5 separate regions of the Mus musculus genome follow, and regions 1, 3, 4 and 5 are each linked to region 2. The links are chromatin contacts, called in public HiCAR-type and promoter capture Hi-C maps. All regions are on one chromosome and are shown on one strand. Each heading gives the region's core, a stretch centred on a gene start, on an enhancer-like site or on the middle of the called end of the contact. The rest is flanking DNA. Distances are from core to core; before and after follow the strand shown.

Evidence for each region. Promoter capture Hi-C pulls out the DNA fragments that hold promoters and counts their contacts. HiCAR-type assays count read pairs that join an accessible place to other places.
Region 1: a contact with region 2 is called in a promoter capture Hi-C map of liver, with 3 times the contacts expected there. The contact joins the promoter of Wdr93 here to the promoter of Ap3b2 in region 2. A contact is called at or near these places in 4 of 39 promoter capture datasets (liver, neutrophils and pre-B cells) and 1 of 9 other capture datasets (liver).
Region 3: a promoter capture Hi-C map of liver shows a contact between it and region 2, with 2.4 times the contacts expected there. The contact joins the promoter of Fes here to the promoter of Ap3b2 in region 2. A contact is called at or near these places in 2 of 39 promoter capture datasets (hippocampal neurons and liver).
Region 4: a HiCAR-type map of astrocytes shows a contact between it and region 2, with 5 times the contacts expected there. The contact joins the promoter of Ticrr here to the promoter of Ap3b2 in region 2. A contact is called at or near these places in 2 of 39 promoter capture datasets (liver and pre-B cells) and 1 of 115 datasets of contacts at active chromatin or transcription factors (astrocytes).
Region 5: a contact with region 2 is called in a promoter capture Hi-C map of embryonic stem cells, with 4 times the contacts expected there. The contact joins the promoter of 1700010L04Rik here to the promoter of Ap3b2 in region 2.

What each region holds. Positions count from the first base shown.
Region 1 is chr7:79,741,853-79,744,552 of GRCm38.p6, reverse strand. It overlaps Wdr93 (WD repeat domain 93), which reads right to left and starts at 1,404. Exons shown (of 18, transcript NM_001381990.1): 1 at 1,316-1,404. It overlaps Pex11a (peroxisomal biogenesis factor 11 alpha), which reads left to right and starts at 1,422. Exons shown (of 3, transcript NM_011068.2): 1 at 1,422-1,643. The coding sequence starts at 1,588.
Region 2 is chr7:81,492,617-81,495,316 of GRCm38.p6, reverse strand. It overlaps Ap3b2 (adaptor-related protein complex 3, beta 2 subunit), which reads left to right and starts at 1,392. Exons shown (of 26, transcript NM_021492.3): 1 at 1,392-1,809. The coding sequence starts at 1,697. It overlaps BC048679 (cDNA sequence BC048679), which reads left to right. Exons shown (of 6, transcript NM_001193274.1): 5 at 1-191; 6 at 939-1,043. The coding sequence ends at 971.
Region 3 is chr7:80,386,633-80,389,332 of GRCm38.p6, reverse strand. It overlaps Fes (feline sarcoma oncogene), which reads left to right and starts at 1,387. Exons shown (of 19, transcript NM_010194.2): 1 at 1,387-1,496; 2 at 1,990-2,211; 3 at 2,349-2,522. The coding sequence starts at 1,999. It overlaps Furin (furin (paired basic amino acid cleaving enzyme)), which reads left to right. Exons shown (of 16, transcript NM_011046.3): 16 at 1-139.
Region 4 is chr7:79,658,926-79,661,625 of GRCm38.p6, reverse strand. Ticrr (TOPBP1-interacting checkpoint and replication regulator) reads right to left here and starts at 1,430. Exons shown (of 22, transcript NM_029835.1): 1 at 624-1,430. The coding sequence starts at 1,286.
Region 5 is chr7:82,850,336-82,853,035 of GRCm38.p6, reverse strand. 1700010L04Rik (a long non-coding RNA gene) reads right to left here and starts at 1,437. Exons shown (of 5, transcript XR_378283.4): 1 at 779-1,437. Gm36584 (a long non-coding RNA gene) reads left to right here. Exons shown (of 5, transcript XR_003946820.1): 3 at 426-821.

The DNA.
Region 1 (2,700 bases), core at 155-2,654, 1.8 Mb after region 2:
TTCAAGGAGCCTTAGAATTCTAAAAGTCAGCCTGGCTTTCTGTTACTGTGAGAATGTGTGTCAATCAAGGAACTAGAACATATTTCACAGTTTGTTACTTGTTATACAATTTTCAAATAGTTAAACATAGAGTCTATAGGTCTGGTGTGTACTTTACTTCGGGCCTGCAAGTGTTAGGGGCAGGCCCGAAGCAGGGAATAGAGAAAAGTAGGCGACCCGATTTCACAGACACACCGAGCAAGCTTATAAATTTCCTTTCAAGGAGCAGCTTGCAGAGCTTCCACCAGAGACTCTGGGTTTTCTCACATGCTGTCCGCACGCTGCTCCCACCCTTTCACCAAGCTGCTGCTTGGGAACCTCCATTGTAAAAAGCACGGCTTTCTCTTTTCCTCCTCTTCTTCATCTCTCTATTCTTGGAAGCTACTGAGATTCACAGTTTGCCCTGTTGTCTTTTTTTTTTTCTTTCAAGCTGGCAGTAAAATCGCCCTCCAGTTTCAATCTGCAACTATTTCTTTTTTTTTTTTTTTTTTTTTTTTTTTTTTTTTACTAGCCCACAATAGGGAGCCTTGCTGTCCGCAGTAACAAGTTAGAGCATTAGGAAAGCCTGCCAGCTGAGGGAGGACCATGTATTGTGCATTATTGTACAGTTAATGTGGCCCAGGTCCCTGCAGGGATCAGTGAGCGTAGCTCAGCTGGCTAGAGAGGCGTCACTGAGGGGTCCTGGCCCACAAGCTTTCAGAGAAGCCTAGGAACTCACATGTTACCCCATCCTTAGAAAAGCACCTCTGGGGCATCCCCTAAGAAGGTTGGGTGACGAGACTGAGGCTGTGTTTCAGCAGGATATTCCCACCCAAGCCATCAGAGTCATTGCTGGAATAATATCATAAAGGGGTAGGGTAAACAGAAAGACAGGGGAGAGGTAATGAGGCGAGGAAGGAGGGAGAAGCGGTGAAAAGAAGAAAATTACTAAGTGGGGCTCCATCTTCAAACGCCACAGAACCAACGATCAGCGGTGCAATGTCACTGATCTCCCTTGCCTGTGCTTTGCTGGTGTGGAGCTTGTAGGATTTCCTCAGGAATCATTTGGTTTTTCAATAATCCTAATAGAAAATTCTCCCACTTTACTCCCACTCTTCTGCTAGAAACACACCCCAGGAACTGACTTAGCTCTGTTGCCTGCATCATAAGGCCTGACACTGGGAAAGGATGCGGCCTGCAGCCTGAGAAGACCATTTAGCATTCCTGATGGGGTTCATGGGTACCTGGGGACACCTGGACGCCTGAGGCAGGGGAATGACCCACTCAGTGCCTCTACCTGGAAACCAAGACGGGAGAAGGCCACGACCTTGTGAAACTCAGCTCTACTCACAAGTCTTGTGGCTTGGCGTCGCCTTAGTAACTACCACTTCCGGTACTAACCGGAACTCCAAAAGCCGCGTTTCCGAAGGTGTGCCCACCCCCGTGTGGGCGGAGAGACGAAGTCCCACCCACCTGGCAACTAATCTGTTCCCGCTGTCCCCCGGGACCGGCGACGTCCCAGGGGACCCACGAGGGAGCGGGCGCAACGCGTGGCTGTGGGTGGGAGCCATGGACGCCTTCATCCGAGTCGCCAACCAAAGCCAGGGCCGGGACCGACTTTTCAGGTGAGTCAGGTGCTGTCGGCCTCCGCCCCCGTCCCTTCAGGACCCAGGGTTTCTTCTCGGAGAAAGAGGTCACAGCCCGGTAAATCGAGGCACGAGGCCGCGGCCAGCTCCCACTGAGGAGTTGCGAGCCGAGCCCCTCCTCCCTGTGAACCCGGAGGGACTGTGCGTGTCAGCCACCTCGGTGTCTCGGGAGGTGACAGCGGCCCATGAGTGCGATCTCCTAACTTTCCCCAGGAGAGGGAAAGTTCCCAGCCGCTCGACATCTTTCCTAGAGATTTCTTTTCCAGAGAAACTTGGAGCTTCTTTTGTAGCTAAGGAAACAGAACACCTGTAGTTTGGAGCGCTCGTGAAGTCGTAACTCACGGAAAGACAGATTTATCTTCTTTATCTTCATTTTGGTCCAGTCTGCGCCTTGGAGATATCAAGCTGTTAAAAAGCTGCTTTGTAAACTGTAAACTGTACAGCGGACAAAGTGTTTGAACAATACCTCCCAAGTACATAGTGTACTTTCGAAATCACCAATGCGTGTTTAAAACTAATCCTACTTCATTTTTTTTTAAAAGAGAAATTTGAATGCCCCTCGGTGATCATTTAAAAGAAAAGGAAAAGGGGTATGTGTGAAACATAGGAGTTTAATTTAACAACACTTCTTTTCCAGATGTTTAAGTGGTCAACCTCTAAAATTAACTAAGCATACAAGTAAGAAAAGTCCTAATGGTGAGACTTGACTGTACAGAGCCTCCATTGCAGCCCTGAGATACTTTAATATTCTAATTTCACATATAGGGAAACTGAACCAGGAGGCTAGGAAAAACTAATGTGGCCGAGCCAAAAGATGCAGGTCCACATAGTTGACTCCAGCACCAGCCCACCTCTTCACTTAGGCCATGCTGCCTTTCTGTTTAACTTGATAGAGTCTCAGAATGGCTGAGGATTAGCCATGGTTCATTAGAGGTCAACACATATATCATTTCAGTGGTCCCAGAATGTACCCTACACTGTCTTTAATTTAGGATATATGTATTCAGCAAAATTTTATTTCCCAATCTTTCTAAGG
Region 2 (2,700 bases), core at 143-2,642:
TGTGTAAACAGGGGCACAGAGCTCTGCAGCGCTCCCGACAGCTCTGGCGTGTGCTACGCAGGCGCGGTGGCGTTGACCCTAGGGTGCTGGAGAGCCGCGTGCGAGAAGCTATGGACAACGATCCTCCTCCCTACCATCCCACTAGCAGCAACTGTGTGCACTTTGCACTGAACCTGTTGGGCATGGACTCAGTAAGTGCCTCTCTTCTACCTGCCCACATCCCATGCCAGCCCCAGTCTGCTAACAAAGGCACCTAACCAACTTGCTCCAGCATAATTCAGATGATTCCCCTCTCCACTACACCCAGACCAGGTTCCTTTCATCTTAAACTCTTTACTCTGGCAATCTAAAGTCCCCAGAATAGGTGTACCTATTTTTGAAGTTACACACTTTGAAACCCTTTAGCGCCAGGTAGACCTCAGGCTACTGTTCTTAGATCCTGAGCAGATATATTTACTGAACATGACCGATCTCCAACCCAGGGGCTGCTCCAACTCCATCCTTCTTTTTGCAGTAGAACTTTCTATTGATCCAAAGTCCGCCTTTCTCAGTTCCATCCTTTTCCAAACAGTCCACCAATTCTGATCTTAGAGAATTGGGACCCTAGTCTACAAATCTCGGTCCTTGGGAATACTTCCATTCTATGAGCCTGGCCAGGAGTTCCCAATCACTCAACCTCATGTCCAAAATCTAGACCAAAGATAAACAATTCACCATCAGCCTAGTCCAGGGTGTTCTCTCTAATCCAGAACTAGCTACAATCCTTCTTCTTGCTTTCCTTCCTTCCTTCCTTCCTTCCTTCCTTCCTTCCTTCCTTCCTTCCTCCCTTCCTTCCTTCCTTGGGTCTTAGGAGCTAAGCTTGATAAATCACAAAGTCCTGGAGACCTGGCAATTACACCAGACCCTAACTCAATCTGTTCGTCTTCTTTCCCTTCTAGATGTCAATGGACAGGAACCTAACCAGTGATTAATGTGACCTTGGGTCCTCCTGAATGGGCCAAAAGAGGTTTCAGAAGGGATCATTAAAGTATTTTCCCAAACGTAATTAGGATGTTGGAGGTTCTCTTTACTCCACCTAGAACTGATTTGCTCCCAGAATGCCCTTAGCACTTGCTTCCTGGGTCAGCCTCCTCTTAAATTCCACTTCTTCCAGGAAGTTGCTATGATTCCCAGTGAGTAAGCAGGTTATCCTCAGAGGGATTTAGACTGTGTGAAAAAGGATGGAAAGGTACCCACCCCTAAATCTCCAAGGTAGATGTTCCAACCCAGGCCTGCGAGTATGGCCTTCTTTCAGTGTCCCTCACGTCCCCCTCTCTCACTGCATGGGTGGGCGGGTCCGTGGAGGTCAGGTGATCGGGAGGGCGGAGGCAGGAGGTCCGCATCCCTCCAAAGACTATACAGTCATCAGCCCTGCAGCCTTGCTCACTGTGAGAGACCTTTAGATGCTTGCAGTTGCCAGAGAGTTCTGAGAGATTGGGACAGGGCAGGCGCTGTTCCTCCGTCCCCTGTCAGCTCACCCCAACCCTGCACTCCGCGGGTGGTGCCGGTCCCTTTAAGAACCTTAGCGCTCAGCCCTGATTGCTGAATCTGCGCGCTGCCTCCGCCGCGCAGATTGCAGCTCCGCAGAGCTAGGCGTGCATCCCATTCCTCGACCAAAGCCCAACCCGGCCGCTCAGCCACCCCTCAGCGCAGATCCATGTCGGCCGCTCCGGCCTACAGCGAAGACAAGGGCGGCTCAGCCGGTCCCGGGGAGCCAGAATATGGCCACGACCCGGCGAGCGGCGGTATCTTCTCCTCGGACTACAAGCGGTGAGCTAGCGAGCGCCGGCCGGGTGCGGCTGGCGCGCAGGCACCATGGACAGCGCCCGCGAGGCTGCGGCCCTGCCGACCCAGACCCGCCCTGCGCGCTTCCCGGGGTTCCCGCAGCAGGGCCACTTCGCCTTTAGCTACGAAGGGGCGGGGGACCCAAGGCTGGTGGGGGAGGGACCAGACAGGCGGGGTCCTTATGGAACAGCTGCGATGATGTTTGCAGCCTTTTATTCGCTGGCTCAAAGAGAAACCAAAACAAAACCCCCAAAACCAATTCCGTAGGGGACGGGTCTGAATTGGGGAACTGGAGTTTGAGTGTGGTCCACTCCAGGAAGCCGGCCCTGGATGTAGACTGAGAAACTGGCTCCTCCTGCAAATTAATTTCTCCATCTTTCCCCAACCCCCACATTGCCCTATGATTCAGCCCTACTTGGTTTGAATCTTACCTTTGACTCATTCATTTATTTGTTCATAAATTCAATAGCACATTAATTAAAGGCCTGTGGACCTGTTAGTCACGGAACGGAGTAGTGAACAGGAGCCAATAGATTGTTCCAACCGGGAGCACAATTGTAGCCCTGACAATTCAAGGGTCAGGAGTGGGAGTGCAAGACATGTTCCATTTCAGGGAGGAAGGTACTCTCGTGTTAGAAATGGGTCTGGGGTCTCAGGGAAATCACCACACAATCCAGAGCACAAGGCGCAAGCGAATGCACTTCTTCAGAAGGGTCACTCAACCAGGCAGGTTCACCGAGTGCGAGTCCCACTGGATTTTTATTACTAATGATCGGGTGACCCTGTTCCTTACCCTGCATGGTCAGTGCTAGGCCTCACATGCTCAAGCAGCTGCAAACAGCAACAAACCCTTAAAAGTCAGTCAACTGATATGCA
Region 3 (2,700 bases), core at 138-2,637, 1.1 Mb after region 2:
GTAAGATGCTGGGTTGGTGCACAGTGATTTTTTTTTTCCTTGTAATTTAAACAGGCCTGGCATTGTTGGTTCTATTTAATGGACACGAGATAATGTTAGAGGTTTTAAAGTGATTAAACGTGCAGACTATGCAAACCAAGCCCGGTCTCCAGTGTCTATAGCTCTTCTCGGGACCCTTAGCTGTTTGACTGGGGAAGGGTGGGAACTAGGGGCCAGTTTGGCTTAAGTCAGAAGGCTTAAATGCCTCTAAGAGGTCTAGGGCTTCCACTGCTGAGGTCTGAGGGGATCCTGAGTGAACCCAGATCTGTGTGCTCCTTGGTTTTATCATGACATAAGCTAGTGTCACCTGGGAAGAGAAGCTTCAGTTGAGAAGTTGCCTCCATTGGATTGGCCTGTGGGCAAGTCGGTGGAGCATTTTGATACTGGCTGATGTGGAAAGGCCCGGTGTACTGGGGGTGTCTACCTTCCCATACAAAGATCCTGGGGTGCCTGTGAAAGCAAGTGGCCAGCGAGCAGTGTCCTCCGTGGTTCCTGTTTCAGCTCCAGCCCTGACTTCCCTTGGTGGTGGACTCTAATCCTTAAATCAGACAATCTCTCTCTCCAGGCTGCTTTCAGTTCTGGTGTTTATCACAGCTAGCCGAGCTCACCTTTAATCTCAGCATTTGGGAGGCAGAGGCAGGGCATCTCTTCATCTGAGGCCAGCCTGATCTACATAGCAAGTTCTAGGACTACACAGAGAGACCCTTTCTCAAAATAAAAGAAAAAACAAAACAAACAAACAAAAAAAACCCCAGCAAACCAGGATTGAATGGCTGGGGGAACCTGAGTCCCTCATGGGGAAATAATTTCTCCTCAGTTCTATACCCCACGCTGGCCCAGGCTGCCACTGAGACTCAACGCCCTGCCTGAGAGAAAGGGTGCTACCGGAACCCGGGCCCGAGAAGCAGGCCTCTGCTTAGGATTTTGACTTGGAGATTTTATATGCAAATAGTGGCTGGCGCCTGAGGTCTCCTTAGGGAATCCAGAGGAGGGACAGGATTAGGCTTCCTTCCTCTATGTCCCCCTGGCACCCTAGCACGCTGTCAGGATTCACATTAGTCCACACACCCTGGGTGCCCCGGGGGTCCCAACACCCTGCCTGAGGCCTCACCTTGAGTCCATCCCCACTGCATTTTGGGTTCCTTCCCCCGCGTTCGCGGGACCCTGGAGAGTGCCTGGTTCACAGGCCACTCTTCGCATGGCCATTCTTTGCCGGCCTCCTCCTCCCTTCCGTTTCCGTGGCTGAGCTGTCGCTGTAGGCTGTGGCCCAGGGCACGCAGAGTGGGGAGCAGGATGGGGGGGTGGGCTGTGCTCTCTCTTCCCTATAGTGGACCCGCCCCGCGGCCTAGGGCAACTGAAACCACGGAGGAGGAAGCAGGAATCAGGAACTGGCCCGGCAGATTCTGGGCCTTAGTCGGTCCACCGCCACCTACCCCAGGAGCAGCTGCCCGAGAAAGGTAACTCCACCTTCGAGATCCAGGAGTTTATGTGGAACACGGGCAGGGCTGGGCACCGGAAAGGGGCCAGGCGGGTGTTCTGGGAACCTGAAACCTGATGGGGGTGGGGCTAGGATCTTGGGAAGAGCAGGAAAGCCCAGTGATAGGGTTTTTTTTCGGTGGCTCCCGGAGGCCGCAGTCCAGCACTGTTGAAGGCCCTGGGCAGGGCAGGAGTCGGTAACACCCAGGAATGGTGTGGGGGAAGGGTCCTGTTAGGGACCTCCAGTCTGGTTCCTGGAAACAGGACCACTGGCTCTGAAATCTAGTCTAGTACATCGGAAGCAGAAGGGCCAGCCCCAGTCCAGGCTGCTCTCTGCACCTCTTGGTATTTTTTTTTTTTTTCTAAGCAGAACCCCACCCATGTCCCGCCCGCAGCCCTCTTCGACCGTAGCCTCATCTTCCATCACCAGCCGCTTCTTTTGTCTCCACTGAATGACCCGGTTTCTGTCCCCAGGACACCATTATGGGCTTCTCTTCAGAGCTGTGCAGCCCCCAGGGCCACGGGGCAGTGCAGCAGATGCAGGAAGCTGAGCTGCGCTTATTGGAGGGCATGAGGAAGTGGATGGCCCAGAGGGTCAAGAGTGACCGGGAATATGCAGGATTGCTTCACCACATGTCCTTGCAGGACAGCGGAGGCCAGAGCTGGAGCAGCGGCCCCGACAGCCCTGTCAGCCAGGTGAGCTTCCGTGAGCTCTCCCATTCACTTGCCCTCATCACCTCCCCGCTTAGAGGTGGGGTTGGAAAGGATGCAAACCCAGGCTTGCGGGCCATTGCCCTGTTCTTCCCATTTCCCTATCCCACAATGTGCTGTAGTCCTGGGCAGAGATAACAAGCCAGACCGAGAACTTGAGCCGGGTGCTGCGGCAGCATGCAGAAGATCTGAACTCGGGGCCCTTGAGCAAACTGAGCGTGCTGATCCGGGAGCGGCAGCACCTGAGAAAGACGTACAACGAGCAGTGGCAGCAGCTGCAGCAGGAGCTCACCAAGGTAGGCGGGCACCCAGAGGACGCTGTCGCAATAAGGTGCAGTTTTACACAAGAGTGCTTAGGGAAGCAGAAGTCACTGACCGCAGGCCCAGCTCCAGGATGGCCTGTGTGGCCTTGCCGCTGCAGCTTCCTCCTTTCCTCTCACAACTTTGGCTAACTTGCTACAGGGCCTGTTGAGC
Region 4 (2,700 bases), core at 181-2,680, 1.8 Mb after region 2:
TCAGCTTTCCATGGACAGTCATTGAGGTGGTGTTTTTAGAATAAATGGAAGATGACAGGTGTGTCTGGTGTGTCCAACTGGAACACAATAGAGAAAGAGCACAGGCCACAACAACAAAGGGGTTTGCTTTTGTTTTGGAGATGGGGCCTCTCTGCATAGACCTGGATGGAGGCTAGAACTAGAGAGAGACCTGCCTCTCTGCCTCCTGAGGGCTGGGGCGTCATCAGGCCGGGCCAACAACAAAGGTTAAGAGAGGTTTCTACTGCCTCAGAGGGAGAGGATTAGAGGTCCAGGAAGACACAGCAGCACTAGACAAAACAAGCGGCCAAGTCCTGTAGCCTGGCTGAACCAGGCTTCCACCATGCTGGAATACAAGTGCTGTGTAGCAAAACTAAGGACGCAAAAGCACCCAGGTACCAAAGCGCAGAGGCTCTTCCACACTCGGATTTAATAGGTACCCAGAATCTACCCATTTTGTTGGAGGAACGCTGTCCTTTGCGACCCGCAAGGGTTTCCCTCGGAAGGCACACGGGGTTCATTCTGGGTCTGTGGCACTTTACGGAGCCTGACAAGTTCAGCTGTCGGGGAGTTGCGGACCGGATCCAGACTGCTTCTCACCTTACCTTAGATCGCTCGGTGGTGTCCACCCAGTACAAGGTGATATTTCGGGCGATCATAACCTCTTGGACTCTCTTGGGCAACACCTTCTCCATCACCTGCTTGGGGGTGAGCGGCACGCGTTGAGCCTGTGCCTCGCACCCGGACACGAACTGAAGCAGCTCCCTCTGCGAGTGAGGACAGGGCGCCAGGAGGAAGACGGCGTTCCCAAAGCCCCCGAGCGCGGCCTGGGCCTCCCTGGCCTCGCCGTCGGCGTCCAGCAGCCTCCTGCCGCTACTCCGCAGGATCGGCTTGGTGGGCGACGTGATCTCCGGCCGGTCCCACTGGTAGTCGAGCAGCGTCTCCATCAGGGCACCGTGCGTGTGGGTGGCTCTGGGCGTCGGGCCCGGCAGGTGAGCTCCGGGAGGGCGATCCCCCAGCCTGGCCTCCAGCTCCTCCTCGAAGTCCTCCCAGGAGCGGCTCCCCAGCTCGCGGAAGTCGGACACGCGGGAGGGCCGGCTCCGTGCCCCCTGAGAGTCGAAGAACTTGAAGGTCCAGTGGACCCTGGCAAGGCCGAAGCGGCAGCTCAGGTAAGTGAGGAGCCGGAGGGCGGCGCGTCGGGCCGGGCTATGAGGAGCAGAGACGCCCGCTGTGTCCACCAGCAGCATCACTTTGTGACAGCAGGCCATCTCGGCCGCCACGGGACTCCCTCTGCCCGGCCGCGCGTGGCCCTTCCTGAGGTAAAGCACTCTCTTCAGAGAACCAGCGCCATTGCCCGCTTCTCTGAGGCCCTGCTCCGAAGGCTCCCGCGCTCTCCGACAGCTGCAGCTATTGGAGGAGCTGGTACCCAAACTCGGCTCCTATTGGCTGCAGGCTGAACGTAAGTTACGTAAGCACTTCCCTCTTTAACCCTAACTGGAAGGCGTGTGGAAGACCTCCGCTTGATTGGTGGAGGGTGTGGCGGTGGGCGGGGCGCTGAGTTCCGGGAGAAATGTAGTTCTCATTGGCCTGAGCCTTCGTTTTAAAATTTAAAGAGGCGGTACTTCGGGGGCGTGGCGGTGGGCGCGGAAGCCTTCGTTTGGGCTACTGTGCGCAGATGTGAGTGTGAGTGTGAGTGTGAGTGTGTGAGTGTGAGTGTGTGAGTGTGAGTGTGAGTGAGTGTGTGTGTGTGTGTGTGTGTGTGTGTGTGTGTGTGTGTGTGTGTCTGTACACGCGCGCGCGTACGTGAGTGTGTGTGTCGCCTGCGGAAGGCGGGGCGTGTTTACTAGAACCCTGAAGCCTGGGATGTGCACAGTGAGGGGTTTAGGATGCTTGAGTCAAGTTCACTTTAGACTACTCTTAAGTCTTTTAGCCTATGACGGAGGGCTTAATTTTTTTTTTCTGTAAAAGACGAAAGGAACATTTCATAATCCTCAAACTCGAGGGACGGAGGTAGGAGGATCGCAGGTTCCAAGCCAGCAGGGGCTACTTAGCAAGGCTGGAGCATAGTGGAAGGACCTCGGATACTCTATTGTAAAGGTCTGGAAGGCAGGGAAGTGTTTTCGGGAAGAAAGAGAAGTGACAGAAGAGCAATACGGGTCCTAGGTAGGAAAATGTAATATAAAGATACCTAATCAGACGTCTGCAGAGCACCTGGGGAGGCTGTTTTACAAACTAAGGAGTGAACACACCAGAGAGTACGCAAGCCAGTCCAATGGGTGCAGAAAAAAACACTAGAACGTCCGATTTCCAGCACCCGCCTTCTTACAGCTCATCCATTCAGTAGATTAGTGTTTTCTGAAGTCTTGGTTTTGTTTTACTTGTTTTTGTTGTGTGTTTGTTTTTGTGACTTTCTTTTATATTCCAAATTGGCCTCAAACTGTACCTTGTACTTCTCTGATCATCCTGCCTCCACCTTCCTAGTTCTGGGACTGTAGACATGCCCCTGCACCAAACGCAGTTTATGGGGTATTGGGGATCAAACCCAAGACTTCCTGAATGCTGGACAGTCAAGCACTGAACCAACATCTCCAACACTCATTCGTGTCTTCCTCCTCCCCCCTCCCGCTTTCTTTTTAACTTTATTGTATATGGGGGCAGGGAGGTGTTGCTAGGGATGGAACT
Region 5 (2,700 bases), core at 188-2,687, 1.4 Mb before region 2:
AGCCCAGTTCTTGTGCTTTAAGCTTATTATAAAGGGGTTGTGTCTTTTATTTGGGAACTAAATGATCTAAGGTGTGTAGAAACCCCCAGTTAATGTTTCCCACTACACACTAACACGGACACACACACACACACACACACACACACACACACACACGCTTCCCATTCCTACCTTTAACAGGAGGAACTGGGAACTGGCCTGCCCTGGGCTGAGTGCCCTCCCTTCGCTAGAGGTTCCTGCTGCAGATCAGTTGTTGAGCTGAGGCTATGCTATGGGCTGTGAAAAGAACTAGCCTCACTCAGGAACATGGTGTCTACTCTACAGCCCCATCGTCCTCAGCCCCACCCTGCCTGCTTAGCTTCCTGGGGTGCAGTTCCTTTAGTCACCCCCACACACTGAATACAGGCTTTTATCTTTCTTTGCAGGATTTGGGGAAGCTTTACACATCAGAATCAGAACCGGGAAAAGGCTGAGGGAGCATCCAGGACCACCATCTCCAACCATTTTTCTTTAAATCTTAAAAGCTTGTGATTTCTTTAAAAACTAAGTCAAATGTCTTCAAGCAAGGCATGAGTACTAACATCTTGGTCAAGGTTAAGGCAGAGTGGGATGGAAATGAAAGGCCCCTGAAATGTTCCAGAACTGACCCCATCTCTCACCCCCCCTCCCCGCTTCCCTTCCCCCTCCCCCACAGCCTCCTCCTCTTCCTTTTCATTTACTGGCTATCATGAATCTTTTGAAGCTCACAGACTCCGTTGCTATGCCAGATGCACAGTACCTTCCAGGGGTATCTCCATGTACTCATTTGTAGAATCAGGAAGGTAAGTCTGAAGGGGACTTGTTTCAAGTGATTTCATTCTTCTAAAATGTCGGTAGGCTCCAAGCTCCCCCAGAAAGGACTCGAACACCAATTATGAGGACCTCAACTTGCACCAGTATATCACACTACTCACGAGTGGAACTCCATCTCGAGTGACATCACACTGCTCACACATGGGACTCCATCCTGAGTGTCCTTGTTTTAAATTATTTTCACTTGATAGTTTTTATGGGGTTAAGACTGGTGGAAATGATGCTTGCCCTGACATGTATCTCCCTCTGCGCTACGCGTATGCACACACACTTCCTTCATCTCTCACCAGGATCTTGGGGCTCTGTCCACTCCTTTTCCTTAACCTGATCCAGACTCACCCACTTCCTTCCCCTGCCAACTGAGAAACCTCCACTTCTCTTTCTCTGTGTTATTTTGGGAGCTCTTTAACCTTTGTGTCTTAGTTTCCACTTTTGTGAAATGTGAGGCTCTTTTATACTGCACTCAATGCAGCTAGCCTTGGAACACAATAGTAAGTTACATATAAACTCTCTACCTGGGCCTGTTGGAGATGTGAGCAAATGCCCAGGTAGAGCACAACCAATAATAGGCTAAAGTGAACCAATGATTTTATTGGGGTTACTTATAAGAACACAGGTGACTCAGGCAGCTATGTCACTGAAAACCCATCCCAGCATGGATGACCTCATAAAAGCAATATCTCTGACACTCTCTGCACAACTTGCAGGCAATTCCATGAGAGAGTCTCCTCTCTCCAGTAACCGTGACGGCTTGTGCAACCTTTGGGATGGGCTTCATGGGGGCTGGGTCTCGAGTCTTGTAATGTTCTTAAGAACTCTCATAACTTTGTCGTGTGTTTAGCATCTCTAAGGAGTGTAGCCACTAGGAAGAAATAGCTACCCAAGATCCTGGTATAAAGGAAGTAATCTCACAGAGATGTTCTGAAGATGTTTGTGGGGGAATTGTATGCAGAAGGACAGTCCAGGGGTTAGTGGCTAACACTTTCATGCTGACCTCAGGCATGGGGGTGAGAGGGTGAGAAGCTGACTGCACAGCCTTGTCATAGTGAATGGGACCAGCAGATGCGAGGCCATGGATAGCCTTAACTGTTCCTCTCACAGAGAATAAGTCTGCAGTCACACAGATGCTACTGTGCCCTCAGGCCTGTGACCCAGCAGCAGCATGCTCCAGTTGTAGGCCTCACTGTTCTGGAGGGAGCTACATCTGTGGCTGGAATCCAGCCACCATCTGTGTCTCTGGCCCAGAATGTGATGGGGACTTCTGGAAGCACAGACATGCCTGTGCGCCTAGCATCACATCTGCAGGGAAACGCTCTGCCTCTGGTAGAACTGGGCCAGCTGAACTGTGGGCACATTCAAGACTCATGAATAGGTCCAGAACAGAGGCTGTGTTGGTCCAACTGCAGGCTCCTACAGCCTCCAGGCTCCACGGCCTCCAGGCCGTTATACCTCTGCTCGTCAATGATTTTGTTCACGCTGAAGTTTTAGGGGTTTTGGGTTGTTTGTTTTGTTTCGTTTGTTCTGTTGTTTTGCTCTTTTAACTTTCAACTGGGACTTAATTCAAACTTTCAGAAAATTTGTAAAACTAAGAATAATACAAAGAACCCTCATCCATTCAGATTCTTACGCTGTTGCTAGAGTTGTTAGTGTCACACATTTCTCCCACTGTCTTTGTCATTGGTATCTTTCTGCTTCACCTTTGATGCTCTTCTCCTCATGTATTCTCTCTCTCTCTCTCTCTCTCTCTCTCTCTCTCTCTCTCTCTCTCTCAGACACACACACACACACACACACACACACAATTCCTGAAATACCTGTGAACCAGGTACACACCATGACCCTTGAACT